Regions from separate parts of the Mus musculus genome. Here regions 1 and 2 are each linked to region 3. Evidence: chromatin contacts called from public promoter capture Hi-C data. All regions are on one chromosome and are shown on one strand. Each heading gives the region's core, a stretch centred on a gene start, on an enhancer-like site or on the middle of the called end of the contact. The rest is flanking DNA. Distances are from core to core; before and after follow the strand shown.

Evidence for each region. Promoter capture Hi-C pulls out the DNA fragments that hold promoters and counts their contacts. Capture Hi-C pulls out chosen DNA fragments and counts their contacts.
Region 1: a promoter capture Hi-C map of hippocampal neurons shows a contact between it and region 3, with 2.5 times the contacts expected there. The contact joins the promoter of 1700024I08Rik here to the promoter of Slc35d2 in region 3. A contact is called at or near these places in 2 of 39 promoter capture datasets (the 3T3-L1 cell line and hippocampal neurons).
Region 2: a promoter capture Hi-C map of liver shows a contact between it and region 3. The contact joins the promoter of Cdk20 here to the promoter of Slc35d2 in region 3. A contact is called at or near these places in 8 of 39 promoter capture datasets (the SN4741 cell line, cranial neural crest, embryonic stem cells and 4 more) and 3 of 9 other capture datasets (adipose tissue, liver and pancreatic islet).

What each region holds. Positions count from the first base shown.
Region 1 is chr13:63,731,007-63,735,880 of GRCm38.p6, forward strand. It overlaps 1700024I08Rik (RIKEN cDNA 1700024I08 gene), which reads right to left and starts at 3,292. Exons shown (of 5, transcript NR_126476.1): 1 at 3,196-3,292; 2 at 2,449-2,569.
Region 2 is chr13:64,428,969-64,434,040 of GRCm38.p6, forward strand. It overlaps Cdk20 (cyclin-dependent kinase 20), which reads left to right and starts at 3,585. Exons shown (of 8, transcript NM_053180.2): 1 at 3,585-3,702; 2 at 4,009-4,122. The coding sequence starts at 3,628. It overlaps 1700015C15Rik (a long non-coding RNA gene), which reads right to left and starts at 3,468. Exons shown (of 3, transcript XR_873594.1): 1 at 3,386-3,468; 2 at 2,283-2,437.
Region 3 is chr13:64,125,679-64,130,625 of GRCm38.p6, forward strand. It overlaps Slc35d2 (solute carrier family 35, member D2), which reads right to left and starts at 3,652. Exons shown (of 12, transcript NM_001001321.3): 1 at 3,508-3,652. The coding sequence starts at 3,629.

The DNA.
Region 1 (4,874 bases), core at 2,042-4,541, 400 kb before region 3:
CTTACATGAATCTGTCCCATTAATGTCCTACACTTGTGGTCTGGATGTAACAGGGTCAAAGACAGAGGTTCTATTTGAGCAAGGTGTGTGTGTGTGTGTGTGTGTGTGTTCAAGCACACGTGTGCATTTGCACCTGTTCCTAGGTACATTAGGCAAATGCTCTGTCACTGAGCTACATCTCTAACTCCAAACTGGTAGTTTTTTTGAAATAATTTAGATCTCCTCTTGCCTTTGTAGAAGAGATGGCTGTAATATCTTTCAGGGTCTCCAGATTTAGCAAGATGTGGTGGTTCAAGAGACTGAAATCCCAGCTCCAGGACCAGTTCAAAGCCATTCTCAGCTACAGAGTAATAACTTCAAAGCCAGTCTGGGATACACAAAATCCCACCTTGGTTTAAAAAAATAAAAAATAAAATAAAACAAATGACGAAATCTCCAGATTTGCAATCCTGGGATTGCTTTGAAAGCTGCTGTCCAGGAACCAGGCAGCTCTGAACCAGTGAGACACCAAGAGGGGAAGAAGGTGTGCCTGTCTACTTGGTAAAAACCATAAACATTCCCATCTCCACCCTCATTTTTGGCCACCTGATGGCTCAAAGCTAAAATAACCCTTAGAAATATGTGGGTTTTGTGATTGTTATGGTGAGACTTTGGTACCAAGGATACACACACAGTGGGCTGCCATCTTCCTAACCAAATGCATCCCAACATGAGTTCGTTCGTTTGTGTTCGCTTCTCTATGATATTGGACCAATAGCATATTAGAACTCTGAGGATTTCAGCAGCTTCCCTATGTGAGCCACTAAACAAACAGTCACCGTGGGTGGCCTGTACTCTGAACTGGAGCTGAGCTTTTCAGAGACATGTTATTCGGTTTAGACAGGGCTGGTATTTTCTGGGTACTTCCTAGGGTTGTTGGAGTCCTCAAGACCTGGAAGAAGAGAAACAGTCCCAGCTATGTTTATATAAACTCAACTTTGACCTGTCGAGGTGAAATTTGTTTTGTTTACTTCAGGAACATGTAAGCCCACAGTATTCGTTCTCAGCCTTTGAACACTCAGTTTGTGGTGGTACACATTGTAATCTCAACCCTTGTGGGTCTAAAGCAAGAAGATTGTGACTCTGAGGTCAGCTGGGGTTACATATTGAGACTCTACCCCCAAACAAATTAGATACAGCCAAAGGGAGATTTCCAGAAGCAATGGATATGAAGAAGGCACTAGGTTCTAGTTCAGATGTATCATTCTAAATATGTTGTGAGTTGTTATACCACCATGGTGGCAGGCACCTAGATGTGCTTAAGGATAAAAGGCCTGAAGGTGGTGGTATGATACTTAATGAGTATGATAAGGTTACAAATCGGGGCATCTAAGGTGGCATCTGCTGCTGCAGAGCAAAAGCTCTAATTCTGGCATTTCAGAGCCTAAGAGAAAAAGACAAACCACCTCCAGCCTAGCTCCACCTTTAAAGCGAGGCTGTCAGTCAAAAGGATACCAATGGGACCCATGATGACCATGTGAATGTGAAAGGCATAGTATTGGGAGAGGAATGGAAGTGGGAAAGATTTGCCATTGGGTAGACTTGCTGAACCTTAGCTAGCGTTGACAATGGAGGTCATCCCACAAGGCAGGGAGACTACAGTGAATGCTAAATTGATGCAGCAAAGTAATAAGGGTGGAAGTGGCACAGAGAAGCCATCACTAAACCACAGCTGTGATGCACTTTTATTGACAAAAAGAAAGGGTGGCCCAAAGGAGCCAAAGGCATCAACTCTGAGAGGGAGGTCTCTTGACTCCCTCCTATTCATGGCTCCACAGTACCCTTCCTGGGCTTGTGGTCCCTGTTCTTGTGGTCCAAGACAATGGCTTCTGTGTTCTAGAAAGCAGAGTGGAGGACGGGATGACAGAGAAAGCAAGGCTTGCTACTTCTTAAAGAGTCTGGAAACAGTTACATGATACCTGCTTTTGCAGCTTATTCATCAGAACTTAGTCCCATGACTATACTTGCTGCAACAGAGTCTGGGAAATGTAGTTTGCATAATAAATGTCCACATATTCATTAAATTCTGTTACCATGGAGAAAATATGTGTTATAGGACAGGTAGCCATCTGGCTATATTTACCTTGCTATAATTAATGGCAGAAGTCATGAGAACTCATGCCACAGCTGTGTCCCTATATGATAACACTATATGCCACCTTCCCTTCGTCTTACCTCTGAAGCATGTAATACATGGCCAGTGTGCAGAAATCTCTGTCTAATATTCAGCTGTATTGAACCAGCACCAGAGAGGAAATAAAACAAATCCAAATGTTTGGCAGAGGGTTTTTGCTAACTCTTAACTCACACTGCCTATTTGGAACAAATAGTGTGTGGTTCATAATGTCCTGTCTTTTAGGTTAGATATAATCATTAGGATAGTTGCTAATGAATTGTAAGAATGCTTACCTCTGCTCTATGCATCCATATGTATCCTTATGTATCCACAATGTACCCACAATGTACTTAATATGTCATGATGAGGAGCAGGACTTGGGATGGCTCTGTTTCCCTGCTGTTTCTCCCTGATCTGTTGGTAGTGAAAGGACTGAGTTACTATGGATGGCAACAAGAATGCAGGTGCCTCTCCCCTTAGCCCTCCTCAGAAGCCACCAGTTTGAGAACACAGAGGGGCCACAGAATAAGGGAGCTGGGGGATGGTCATTGTGGTTAATGCCCATGGTAGAAATTGGCAGGACACATGAGAACAGCATTGGGCAATGAGTGCAGGTGGCGTCCTGCCTCAGGTAACCGAGTCTCATTGTCCCTTTGTGTCCTTGGATTCATTTACATCTCAGGCAAAGCATTGAGTGACACTGTAGAAGACAGGAAGGGCAAAGAGGGATCCACAGACAAAGAAGTAGTTTGGGGAGCAGGAAAATAAAGAATGAAAGAAAATCCTGAAGACTCCCTAGGGCAGCCCAGCCTAAACTCAGTGACTTGAGGGACATTCCAGCTCATGTCATCACTTCCAGTTGCCTTTGTGAATCTCTCTCTCTCTCTCTCTCTCTCTCTCTCTCTCTCTCTCTCTCTCTCTCTCTCTCTGTGTGTGTGTGTGTGTGTGTGTGTGTGTGTGTGTGTGTGTGAAAGATGAGATGTTGTGATGATGAGACTGGAGACTCCTCTAGATCAAAACATGTTAAAGGATACATTTACCATGGATCTCTGCTTGAATGACAATAACTTAGTTTCTCTTTACTTTACCAGACAAACTTCTTATGGCTGGCGGAGCAAGTAGCCCTAGTCACATGTCTTTGCAGAAGGGCAAACAAGATCCCAAGGGCTGCTGAACTCTCTACGTCGCAGCCTGGTCATAAAAGAAACGGGTAATAAAGGATGGATGATGTTCTGTGCCTCACCAGTCCTTTGCTTTGCTGTGACCAGGTCAGTCCAGGTCAGGACCCCTCTGCCTGCCTGCAATCATGGTTCTTCTCAGCTTTGCATTTTCTACAGAATCTACCTTGAAAAATTTCACCTCCCTAATCAACCTCTTGAAACTTTAGTTTCTTGAGTTTAAGTTACAACTTTATTAAGTTGTAACACTCACTTTCCATGCTGGTTGCAAGAACTTAAAACACACACACACAAGGCACAGAACAATAAATACTCAAAGTTGTTGCATGTATATATTCTTATTTTATTAATAAGTGGGGGTGGTACCCTCCTGTTTTTTGTTTTGTTTTTGAGAGAGGGTCTCCCTGTATATAGCTCTGGCTGTTCTGGAACTCATTATGTAGAACAGGCTGTCCTCAAACTCCCGGCAATTCACCTGCTTCTACCTTCCAAGTGCTGGGATTAAAGGTATGTGCCACTATGCCCAACTTCTCCTGTTCTATCAACATAAGCCAAACTACCCCTTTTAGAAAGGCTTTCTCCTTTAAAGAATGCTCTAAATGTGAGTTAAGCTGATTTTTAAGTAAAAAAGAAAAAAAATGTGGTTTATATACCGGGCAGTGGTGGTGCACACCTTTAGTCCCAGCACTTGGGAGGCAGAGGCAGGCAGATTTCTGAGTTCGAGGCCAGCCTGGTTTACAGACTGAGTTCCAGGACAGCCAGGGCTATACAGAGAAATCCTGTCTCAAAAAAACAAAACAACCAAACAAACAAACAACCAAACAAATAGATACATAAATGTGGTTTATAATCAAGTCCCTTTAATTTATAAAAATTCCATAGCTTTATGTGTGCACACATATGTGCATGCACACATAGAGGGAGAGGGAGAGGGAGAGGGAGAGAGAGGAGGGAGAGGGAGAGGGAGAGGGAGAGGGAGAGGGAGAGGGAGAGGGAGAGGGAGAGGGAGAGGGAGAGGGAGAGGGAGAGGGAGAGGGAGAGGGAGAGGGAGAGGGAGAGGGAGAGGGAGAGAGAATCCAAGGGAAGAGGTTGGTTTACATTTCTGTAATTTGTATCAAATGTTAAAAACAATTAGAAATTGTTTAATTTAATTAAATATTGTATAAACTTGAGAGATTATGTGGTGAGAAAGGCCTGAAGGAACTGGGAACCCAGGTTACCCCCTGAGATGCCTCCCTACCCCAGTCTTCTTCAGCAAATAGTAGTTCTTTAGTGAGACCATGTCAGGGGATCGGATTCATAGTCCTGGCTCAAGCTCCTACATTCTGTGGTCTCACTTATCAGGTTGGGGATAAAGAGTAGCGGGAACACCTGCCATGTTTCCCATCAACGTGGAAGGCTTGGGCTGAATATGTCCTACATTTCCTGGGCCAAGATATGTACGTGTGGCTTGCAGTAGTTTGTAGCGATTGTGCCTGGGATGGGAGCATTTTGCAGACTTGGTCCTGGCCAAAGTTTTCCCTACGTCTGAGCTACAGAAG
Region 2 (5,072 bases), core at 2,335-4,834, 300 kb after region 3:
TAAATACTGATTACAAATTGCTTCTTTAATTTTTTTATTACATTTTAACTTATGTATTCATCGATGTTGGCTCACACCATAGCACATGTGTGGAGGTCAGAGATCAGCTTGAAGGATTCAATCTCTCCTTCTATCATGTGGGCCTGGGGATGGAACTCAGGTTGACAGGTTTGGTGGCACTCACCTTTACCTGCTGAGCCGTCTCACTGGATCCTTCTCTCTCTCTCTCTCTCTCTCTCTCTCTCTCTGTCTCTCTCTGTCTGTCTGTCTCTCTCATTCTCTGTCTCTCTCTCTGTCTGTCTCTCTCATTCTCTGTCTCTGTCTCTGTTTCTCTCTGTCTCTCATTCTCTGTCTCTCTCTGTTTCTCTCTCTCTGTTTCTCTCTCTGTTTTTCTCTCTGTTTATCTCTCTGTGTTTTTCTCTCTCTGTGTTTCTCTCTCTGTGTTTTTCTCTCTCTCTCTCTCATATAAAGAAACAAAGCAGAATGACTAAGGAACAGGCAGGTGATAAACGCTGTTCTGAGTTCTGTCTGCTTAGGCCTTCCATGCTTCAGACACTAGGTGTCAGCAGAACACCTTGCCTTTCTCTGATCTCTACTGCCAGTCAGGACAGTACTTTTTTTTTTCTTCTTTTAATTAAATGTATTTTTTGTTTGTTTTTTTGACAGTTTCATACAATGAGTACTGTATTTACATCATTTCATCTCCAATTTCTTCTGTCTCCTCTTACTCCCTCTTAAATTCATGACCTCTTCTTTAATTATTATTGTTACACATATACACATATGTACATGAGCGTGCGCACACGCACACACACACACAAACTCATTTAGTTTTGCTTATATGTATAGGAGTGACCAATTGGACTGGATAGCCTATTAGGGGACTTCTCCCTGGAGAAAACTGATTTCCCTTCTTTCTTAGAATTCTCTCAGCTACTGAGACATTGAACTCTGTAGTACAGGCTGGTTTTGAACTCATGATCTTTCTGCCTTTCAGCATCCCAAAGTGCTGAAATCACAGGCTGCACTACCTGGAAGGGGGCTGATGATGCTTTCTGTTTTTAAGTATAAGAAGTTTTTCTTTCCCTTTAAAAACTCTTTTAGAACTTTATACATATTCAGCTCACGATACTGACATCCGTTGACAGTGAAAGGGAAGTTATTGCCTCAGGACCCCAAATTCTTAACACGAAGATTTATTTACCCCAGAGGGCAGGGGATAAGAGACAAAGACAGGAGATAGAGGACGAAGGAGAAGAGGGGGAGAGGAGGCAAGTATATTTGTCCCAGGATGACAAAGGACTGCTTTTGGATAGAGAAAAGACAGACATGGCCCATAGGCAAATGGTGGTTTATAAAGGTAAAGGGAAAAACCCATATTAGGATGGGGTGTTTAATTTTAATTGGACATGTTAATTAGGTGAGCCAAAGGGGGCTTTTAATTCCCGACTTTAATACTTTGATAGCTGGACACTGGTAGCAGCCTCAGGAGGAAGAATTGGCCAAGAAGGAACCAGACCTTGGTGGCTTGCTTTAGGAATGTAATTTAACTTTTTTTTTTTTTTTAGCAAGGCAGAGGGAATTGAGAAGAAGGGCAAGGCAAGTGGGCCAATGTCCCTTTGGAAAGCGGAAAGGCTTCAGCAAAGGTCTGGAACTCACAATATTGGGTGAGACAAACTTTTCAAAGAGAATAGTCTTGTCTAATCCCAGGACTTGGGAGTCAAAGGCAGGTGGACATCTGTGAGTTTGAGGCCAGCCTGGTTTACAGAGTGAGTTTCAGGTCAGCTAGAGTAATACTGTGTGGCCCCTGTCTCAAACAATAAACAAACAAACAAACAAAACCCCAGTGTATTAGTTTTGGATATCAATGCTACAATCTCCTTAATTCAGAGGTAATTAGCCAATGAAAGCTACACTCAGCATACAATCAAGGATAAGCTCAAATTCCTGGGCTTCTGCCCCCTCACGCTCCCTCTACCCCCTAGTCCACACTTGGATTTCCTTTTTCTGATTTAAACCTAGGCGTAGTGTGTGCCACAGGTATGGCAAAAACTTTCACTTATCTCATTCCCTGAGAAGAGGGTCCCACAGCCAGTCCATAGAGCCTGGCTAGTTTCATATTCTATTTAAAAGTTTCGTTTCTTTTGGGTTTGAGAAAGTCTCACACTGTAGCTCAGGCTGGCCTGGAACCTGAGGCAATCCTCCTGCAACTCCTAGTCTCTCTAGTATTGGGATTGTAGGGAGTGAGCAACCACCCCTGAAACACTTTTTAACAAACGCACACAAAAGTGGTAATTTCTTGGCATCCTTGCCTTCCCACGTTAGTGTAGGTTCTTCTCCCCTCTCTTCTGTCTTGATTTCTCCACAGCTTTACCATGTTAGCAGGTAACCTTGTCCATACTGGCTTCGTACTTGAGATTCTCTTCGTCTTGGCCTGCTGGATACAAGAGTTATAGTCAGAACAACTGTATCAGGTTTATCATCTACGTTCCTGATAGTAATCATCCTAAAGGGTGTAAGATATCTTATTGTGGTTTGATTTCATTTTTCCTAATTAGTAGGGGTGCTGGTCGTCATCTCATATACTTGTGGACACCTCTCTCTATTTTGAGATAAGGTCTCTTATTAAGCAGGATGCATCGCACTGTGTAGATTAATAAGACCCTGTCAAGTACTGGGACGGCAGATGTGATTTAGAGCAACCAACATAGGTGGTACAGGGAGTCGAACCAAAGGCTTTTGTTCACTCTAGGCAAGCACCTCACCAAAGGAGCTTTATCGTCAGTGCTAGTAAGCTTTTTAAAAAAGGTACTTGGATTCATGATGCCCTTTGGGGACCAAAGACCCAAGTGATTCTCCATGTGATGGTTTGTATATGCTTGGGCTAGGAAGTGGCACTATTAGCAGGTGTGGTCTTATTAGAGTAGGTGTATCACTGTGGAAGTGGGTTTTAATACTCTTGCTGTCTGGAAGCGAGTCTTCTCCGAGCAGCCTGCAGTTGAATATGCTCCTCCTGCAACATACCTGCCTGGATGCTCCATGCTCCCTCCTTTGATAACAAAGGATGAATTTTTGAACATGTAAGCCAGTCCCAATTAAATGCTGTCCTTATAAGAGTTACTTTGGTCATGGTGTCTGTTCACAGCAGTAAAATCCTAACTAAGACACTCCACGACTCAGCTCTGTGCTTGTCTGCAACAATGATTTGCGTCAGTTACAAAGAGGCCTAAATGTAGAGAGCGGCTGAGTGAGTGCCTGCCACCTGATACTCTTGCTGGTTTCTGGAAGTCTTCCACCAGATCCACCTCCCTACCAGAGGCTCCGCCTCTGGGCGAATGAACACACCCTTTACATGCGTAGCCCTGCCCCTCTCAGCCCCACGCACCAGCGTTTCTTGTCACGTGGTGCTATGGCCACGTCCTGGAGCGTTAGATTACGATAGAGTGACTGCCGAAGGCTGCGGAAAGGTGCTGCCTAGAGGGGATGCAGATTCCTGACTGAGCTCAGCACTGGTCTTTCCGGTCACGTGCTTTACGGAGCAGCTGCTAGACGCGTTATTGCTAGGCAACGCTTGCAGGAGCCTATGCTGGATCCCTGTAGAGTAGGATCTGGGCACCGCGGGCCGACATGGACCAGTATTGCATCCTCGGTCGCATCGGGGAGGGCGCCCACGGCATCGTCTTCAAAGCCAAGCACGTAGAGGTGAGACCATGCCGCACGTGCAGTCCGAGGGATGCCCACTGCGCTCCCTCTGCAGTCTTTCCGTGTAGAGATCTGCTAGCGCGCGCGGGCGCGCCTCAGAGGTCTCTTTAGGATACTTGGCGGGGTCCCATCTGTGGCGATCCCGCTTCCAGCGGCCGGACTGCGGGAGCGCGACCCCTGGCGGTCGGTTCAGATCTTCCCGACTTAGGGGCGGGTCTCTGTGGGGTGTCTCGCTCCTGGGGTGTTCTCTCCCTGCCCCTACCTTGCCAAAGGTCTCTGGCAGTGTCGGCACTCTTTCCTGCACAGACTGGCGAGATCGTTGCCCTCAAGAAGGTGGCCTTGCGGCGGCTGGAGGATGGTATTCCTAACCAGGCCCTCAGAGAAATCAAGGCTCTGCAGGAGATAGAGGACAGTCAATATGTGAGTGGGGCTGGGCTCAGGTGGTCATGCAGGGCTCGGGTGAACAAGACCGGTGGCAGGTTCCAAGACAGCAGCTTCTCGACCACTTTCATTCATTTCCATCCCTCTCTACTCACCAGTATACACTTTAAAGGAGTCCTTTCTAATCCCCATTCTGCCCCCTCCTGCTTACTCCTTATTTATGCTCCCAGATCCACTCTCACCTGAGTACTTAACCCTCCCATTCTCTCTCATTTACACACCCATTGCTCATATGTTTATGCATCCCCCCCCCTTTAACTATTGTGTGTGTTTCTTTTTGTTTTCTCCTTTCCTTCCTATACCTGCTCTCCCACCTTCCTTATGCTAGACAGGTGCTGGGCCATTAAATTATGCCCCTAACCATGCTGACTTCTCAGCAGTTTGCACCCGTTGAGCCCCTACTTTGTTCTGAAGGATATCTTAAAGACTTTCATGTGTGGTCACCCTCCGTTCACCCTGCTTTTCTCTCTTTCTTTCTTCCTTTCTTCCTTCCTTTCTCTTTCTCTCTCTTTCTCTCTCTCTCCCTCTTTCTTTCTTTCTTTCTTTCTTTCTTTCTTTCTTTCTTTCTTTCTTTCTTTCTTTCTTTCTTTCTTTCTTTCTTTCTTTCTTTCTTTCTTTCTCTTCAGGGTCTTTGTTAAGCACAGGGGAATGCTTGGCTTTTATCATCAGCTCATGGGTCTGCAGCTGAGTGACACTGCCAGAATGCCCCTGGGGCCTCCTAAAAATTCTGGCCTGTACACAGCACTAGTGACACTGAGGAATTGGTCTCAGTCTGATTCCTGAGAGCTTATGTGTGATGGAATCAGTTTGTGTGCTCCTGTATTGTGAAGTGTAGTGGTGTGTGCCTCAAAATTTACTGCAGATGAGATATGTGTTCATACCTCATCTTTATAACATGAGATATGTGTTTATATATGTGTACTGTGTGT
Region 3 (4,947 bases), core at 2,402-4,901:
CTTCCATGTTGTTAGCATTCTGTCTAAACTCCACCCCACAGTTACCTGGCAATAGCCAGGTAGGCCTGACCCACTATAAAAGGGACTGCTTGCCCCCTGCTCCCTCTCTTGCCCTATTGGTCTCTTGCCTTCTTGCTCCCGCTTTGTCCCGTCACCCCTTCCCCATTCCCTTCCCCCTCTTTCCACATGCTCATAGCTGACCTCTACTCATTCTCTCTCTCTCTCTCTCCCTCTCCCTCTCTACCTTTCTCTGCCTCTACTACCCTCTTGACTCCCCTCCCCATGCCCTGAATAAACTCTATTCTATACTCTACCATCTGTGGCGGGTCCCTCAGGGGGAAGGGATCCCTCGGCATGGGCCTGCTGAGGCACCCCCTTCCCCCACACCTCACCACACATCCACCAGAGCATATCTCTTGTCATTTTATCTTTTTATGAACACATTACACGTCAATCGCTAATGAAGGAAATGCCACTCAATGCTATTATAGGCCGAATCGTCTCAACTGTGGTTCCTCTTCTCGGATGACTCTTCTTACTTGTGTCAAGTTGACAATAAACTCGCCAGGTCAACAGTGAACTTAAATTAACAAAAAAGCTAAGACCACACACAAGGCTTATAGCCCAACCAGAAATAATCTGCTCCAACCGGGACAGAAGCAGCCCCCTGAGCTCCATCCATGCCCACAATCTTGTCAGAAAACTGTCAAGAACTTCTTCCTTCTGGCCTCTACCACACACTCTCGCTCAAACAGCTATTGCTGGGGTCAAGTTGCTATGGCGCATTGTAACTAAATCACTCCAACCCTCTTCTCAACAATGTGTGCCTCAAGAATCTTGAAACGAGAGAGAGTGAATGTTATTTCAACAGAGCTGGCATGTATAACATTACACTACAGAAATGAAGGGGGCTAAGGAATTTGTATTTATAAGGAGCATAAAGCCCTTTAGCTTCCCTGAAGTAAAAACTTCACTCATAATCACCTTGCTCCCCCCTCCCTCAGTGCTAGGTAGATTACAAAACTCCAGATTTATATGCTAAGTGACCACGTTACCATTGGACCACACACACCCCTAGTCTGGAACTCAAAGCTTCAAAGATGAAAGGGCCAGTGCACTGGGCACCTATTGTCCTCACAGCAGTGGCCTGTGTTCACTGGCTCCTGATGAAAACAAAAAGAATGTATTTCTTAGAAGCCTTAAGATTGCAGCCAGTCAGCAGCCCACAAGCTCTAGTGCCTTTGGCTGACAGGACCACAGTTGCTCCCAAACATGCCCATGACACCCGTTTTTAATTGTAGATTTTGATTTGTTTTAAGATTTACTTTATTGTATGTGTTTAGGTGTTCTGCCTGCTGCATATATGTCTGTGCACCACCAGAAGCGAGCAATGGATTCCCTAGACCTGGAGTTATGGATGGTGGTGAGCCAACTTACGGGTGCTGGGAACCAAACTGAGTCCTCTGCAGGAGCAGTCAATGCTCTTAACTACAGAGCCATTTCTCCAGCCCCTTTGCATTTTATTTTACTTTGAACCAAGGTCTCTGATGGCTCAAGATGACCTTGAACTTGATAGATCTTGCTGCTTCCACCTCCCAAGTGACAGGTGTCCACTACTGTGTAGTGCTAGAGATTGAATCCAGTTTTTTGCATGCTAGGCAAACACTACCAACAGCCTCACCACCACCCTGACATTTTCTTTTTCCGTTATGACCTCACACTTTATGTACATACTATATGTTAATACTATATGTATTAACTGGCTTAAGTGTATATTCATTTTACTTAGCATACTGTTTGTGGGGTTTTTTTCATAAATATTTATTTTTATTCATTTGCTTGTGAGAGGGTGTTAGATCCCCTGGAGTTGAAGTTATAGGTAGCTGTGAACAAACCCATATGAATACTAGGCTTTGAAGATGGTTTGGTGGGGAAAGGGGCTTGCTGCCAGGCCTAACAAACTGAATCCATCCCTGAGACCCACACAGTGGAAGGAAAAAACTGACTCTTGAAAGTTGTCCTCTGACCTATACACACACACACATTCAATGGCATTCAATGGCTTATTGCTGGTACACTAGGATGTGAAATTAAGGCGTTTTGTTTTGTTTACCTGTTCTATTCACTTCAGTTACCTATGTGCCTGAGAATATGGCTGTCACATCCTGAGCACACACTGTCATTAAATTTATGAAGGCTCTGTCCCCGCCCTCCTGTAAAGTTCTCCTGGGGGTCTTCTTGGTACTTGGTCACTCCCTTCCAGTCATCTAGCCAAGTTGACTTTCTCTCTGCTCTTCCAGGAAGCCAAGCTCTTGCTGCTCTCTTCTGCCTGATGTTCTGGCCCCAACCTCTGACCCTCTTCTCTCTTGGGTCACATCTGCAATGCTTTATCAGTTCTTGAACCTGTTTGTTGTTGAAGTAGAACTTCCATCGAAGATGTTCCACATGGTCTATACCATTTTTTCCACAACATACCATGGGATCAGCATAGTAGGTACTCAATAGTATCTGTTGGACTTACAACTTGTGGACCCGATATGGATCTGAGTTTTCCCAAATATAAGACAAAAAAAAAAAAGCAGAACTGTGGGGTTTACAAAGAGCCCTGGGTTGTGGCAGCTCAGGCAAGGCCCTAGGAGGTTAATACCATGCTTATAGTCAGCTAGGTTCTGCATCTAAGGAAAATGCTAAGTATGGCCAGGGAGCAATCACCCCTGGGGCCAGATTTAAAACCACAGTTCTCTCCGGATTCAACCACAGAGTAGAATTAAATAGGATATTATTATAGTCTTTACAAATAAGTTCAAAGAAGCACAGAGTTGCTGGTGCATTCCACTCTGATCTTAAAAAAAAAAAAAAAAAAAAAAAAAAAAAAAAAGCTGATCTTGTAAACTTCTAGTTGTTCTGATTATCCAGAAATACGATGGTTATTTGAGAATGGATGATTAGCCTATATAAACAAACCACACAAGTCCAGATGTAATCGGTGGAACATGCATTTTTGTTTTGTTTCGTTTGTTTTGCTTGGAGCTGGAGATGTATCTCAGTGAAAATGAAAAGCCTTGGGTGGCTTCCTCTGTACAAAACAGGTGTGGTGTCACACATGGAAGGTGGAGACAGGAAAACTATTAGGTAGTCCAGAAGTTAACCTGGGGTGCATGAAATCCTGTCTCAAAAACACCACGAAGATTAAAAGGTAATGATTTGCTCAAAATACATTTATGTTTATGATGTTGTAACCTGTAATAACAGCACTAGAGAGGCTCAGTCATGAGGATTTGAGTTCGAGGCCAGCGTGAACTATCTGATGAATGCCTGTCTTAAAATAAGTCGTCACTTTTTTCTCAGTTGCTGAACTTACTTAATGCTTGCAAAGGTGGCTTTTAAGTTCAGCTGGTGTATGTTCTTGATCCCAAGTGGACTTTGTTGGGTAGTGACTTGGTAAAGGCAGAGCACACTCGGCTTTCCAAGCCCCGGCCACCCTGCATCCCTCATAACCAGCCTCACCCGTATGTGGTCAGCAGCGCCTTGTTGACCAGCACGATGAGGAAGGAGCATGTGCCATAGAAGAGCGCCGACAGCAGCCTGGCCAGGCGAGAGGGCAACGGCGCCGCGTTGGGCTCCTCCATCTCTGCCCTCCGCCGCCCGGCCCAAACCCAGCCCGCGGTCCCGCCCCCAGCGGCCCGGGAAGAGGGTGCGGCAGGAACAGGAAGAGCCTGGGCGCGAACTCCGACCACGGCCCGCCCCGCACCCCGCACCCCGCACCCCCGCACCACGCACTGGTGCTTCTAGTGCGCTCTCTCCTTGGAGGTGTCCACCTCCCGGGAAAGCCGAAAAACTGCCTTAGCCGGCACCCCCAGAAAGGCTGAGGTTCGTTTCCGTTTTTGTTTGTTTGTTTTTAAAAAGTATAATTTATGTCCTACGGGACGCGCCTGATTAGTGAGTTACAGATGCGTTCTTGACAAATGAACAGAACCAAGCAAACACGTAAATCTGAGTACAACATCCCCACAAAGGGCAAGAGTCCCCCTGAGTACTTAGGGTGTATCAGCTGTGGTGCTGGGCTACACCTCCCTGCGTGTGTTCAGAGCGCCCCCATCTACCCCGGTGGTTGGCATGATGGTAATTCCCAATTTACAACTATTACTAAAAATGCTTCCAGGCATACTTCAAGACAAGTGCTCGTGCGGAACGCTTCTGTTTCTCGTTCATAAATGCCTAAGACTGGCATCCACCATAAATGCCATGTATTCGGCTTCTCTTCCTCTGGACACTTTTGGTAAATTCAGGCCTCCCTCACAAAAGGCCCACTTCTCCCTAGGACAGCAGCCCCAGGATCCCTGGTTCTTGTGAATAAAAGCTCAAAGCTGTAGAACGACTCTCAAGTTTGTTCTCATGTTCAGATGTATTGCACTTTGATCAGTATTAACTTGCATTCCACAGCCAAAATAGTGTTTTTTTGAGTTCTGACTGCACACACCAGTGTTAGGTCCAAAGGGCTCCTCATTCCGTGGCCAAAGCGCAGGCTCACTGACTTGGTTCAAAATTGAGTATAGGCCCAGCTCAACCTGGACCATGGGAAGATTCCTGGCAGTTGGATAAATGCCAGCAGAAACAAACAATCCATAGCTTAGGGGAGATCAGCGGCTTGGTTTGGATAGGAGAACATGGAGGTGTCCCCGGTCCATCTGTGTGTATCTCTTCTGGGTGTTCTGCATTGGGGGTATTGAAGGGGCACAGAAAACTGCCAACATGACCATTCTCTCCATCATGTACCACTGAGGTGTGTTGTAGGTTAAGAAAAAGTACCCACACCGGGCGTGGTGGCGCACGCCTTTAGTCCCAGCACTTGGGAGGCAGAGGCAGGCGGATTTCTGAGTTCGAGGCCAGCCTGGTCTACAGAGTGAGTTCCAGGACAAGCCAGGACTATACAGAGAAACCCTGTCT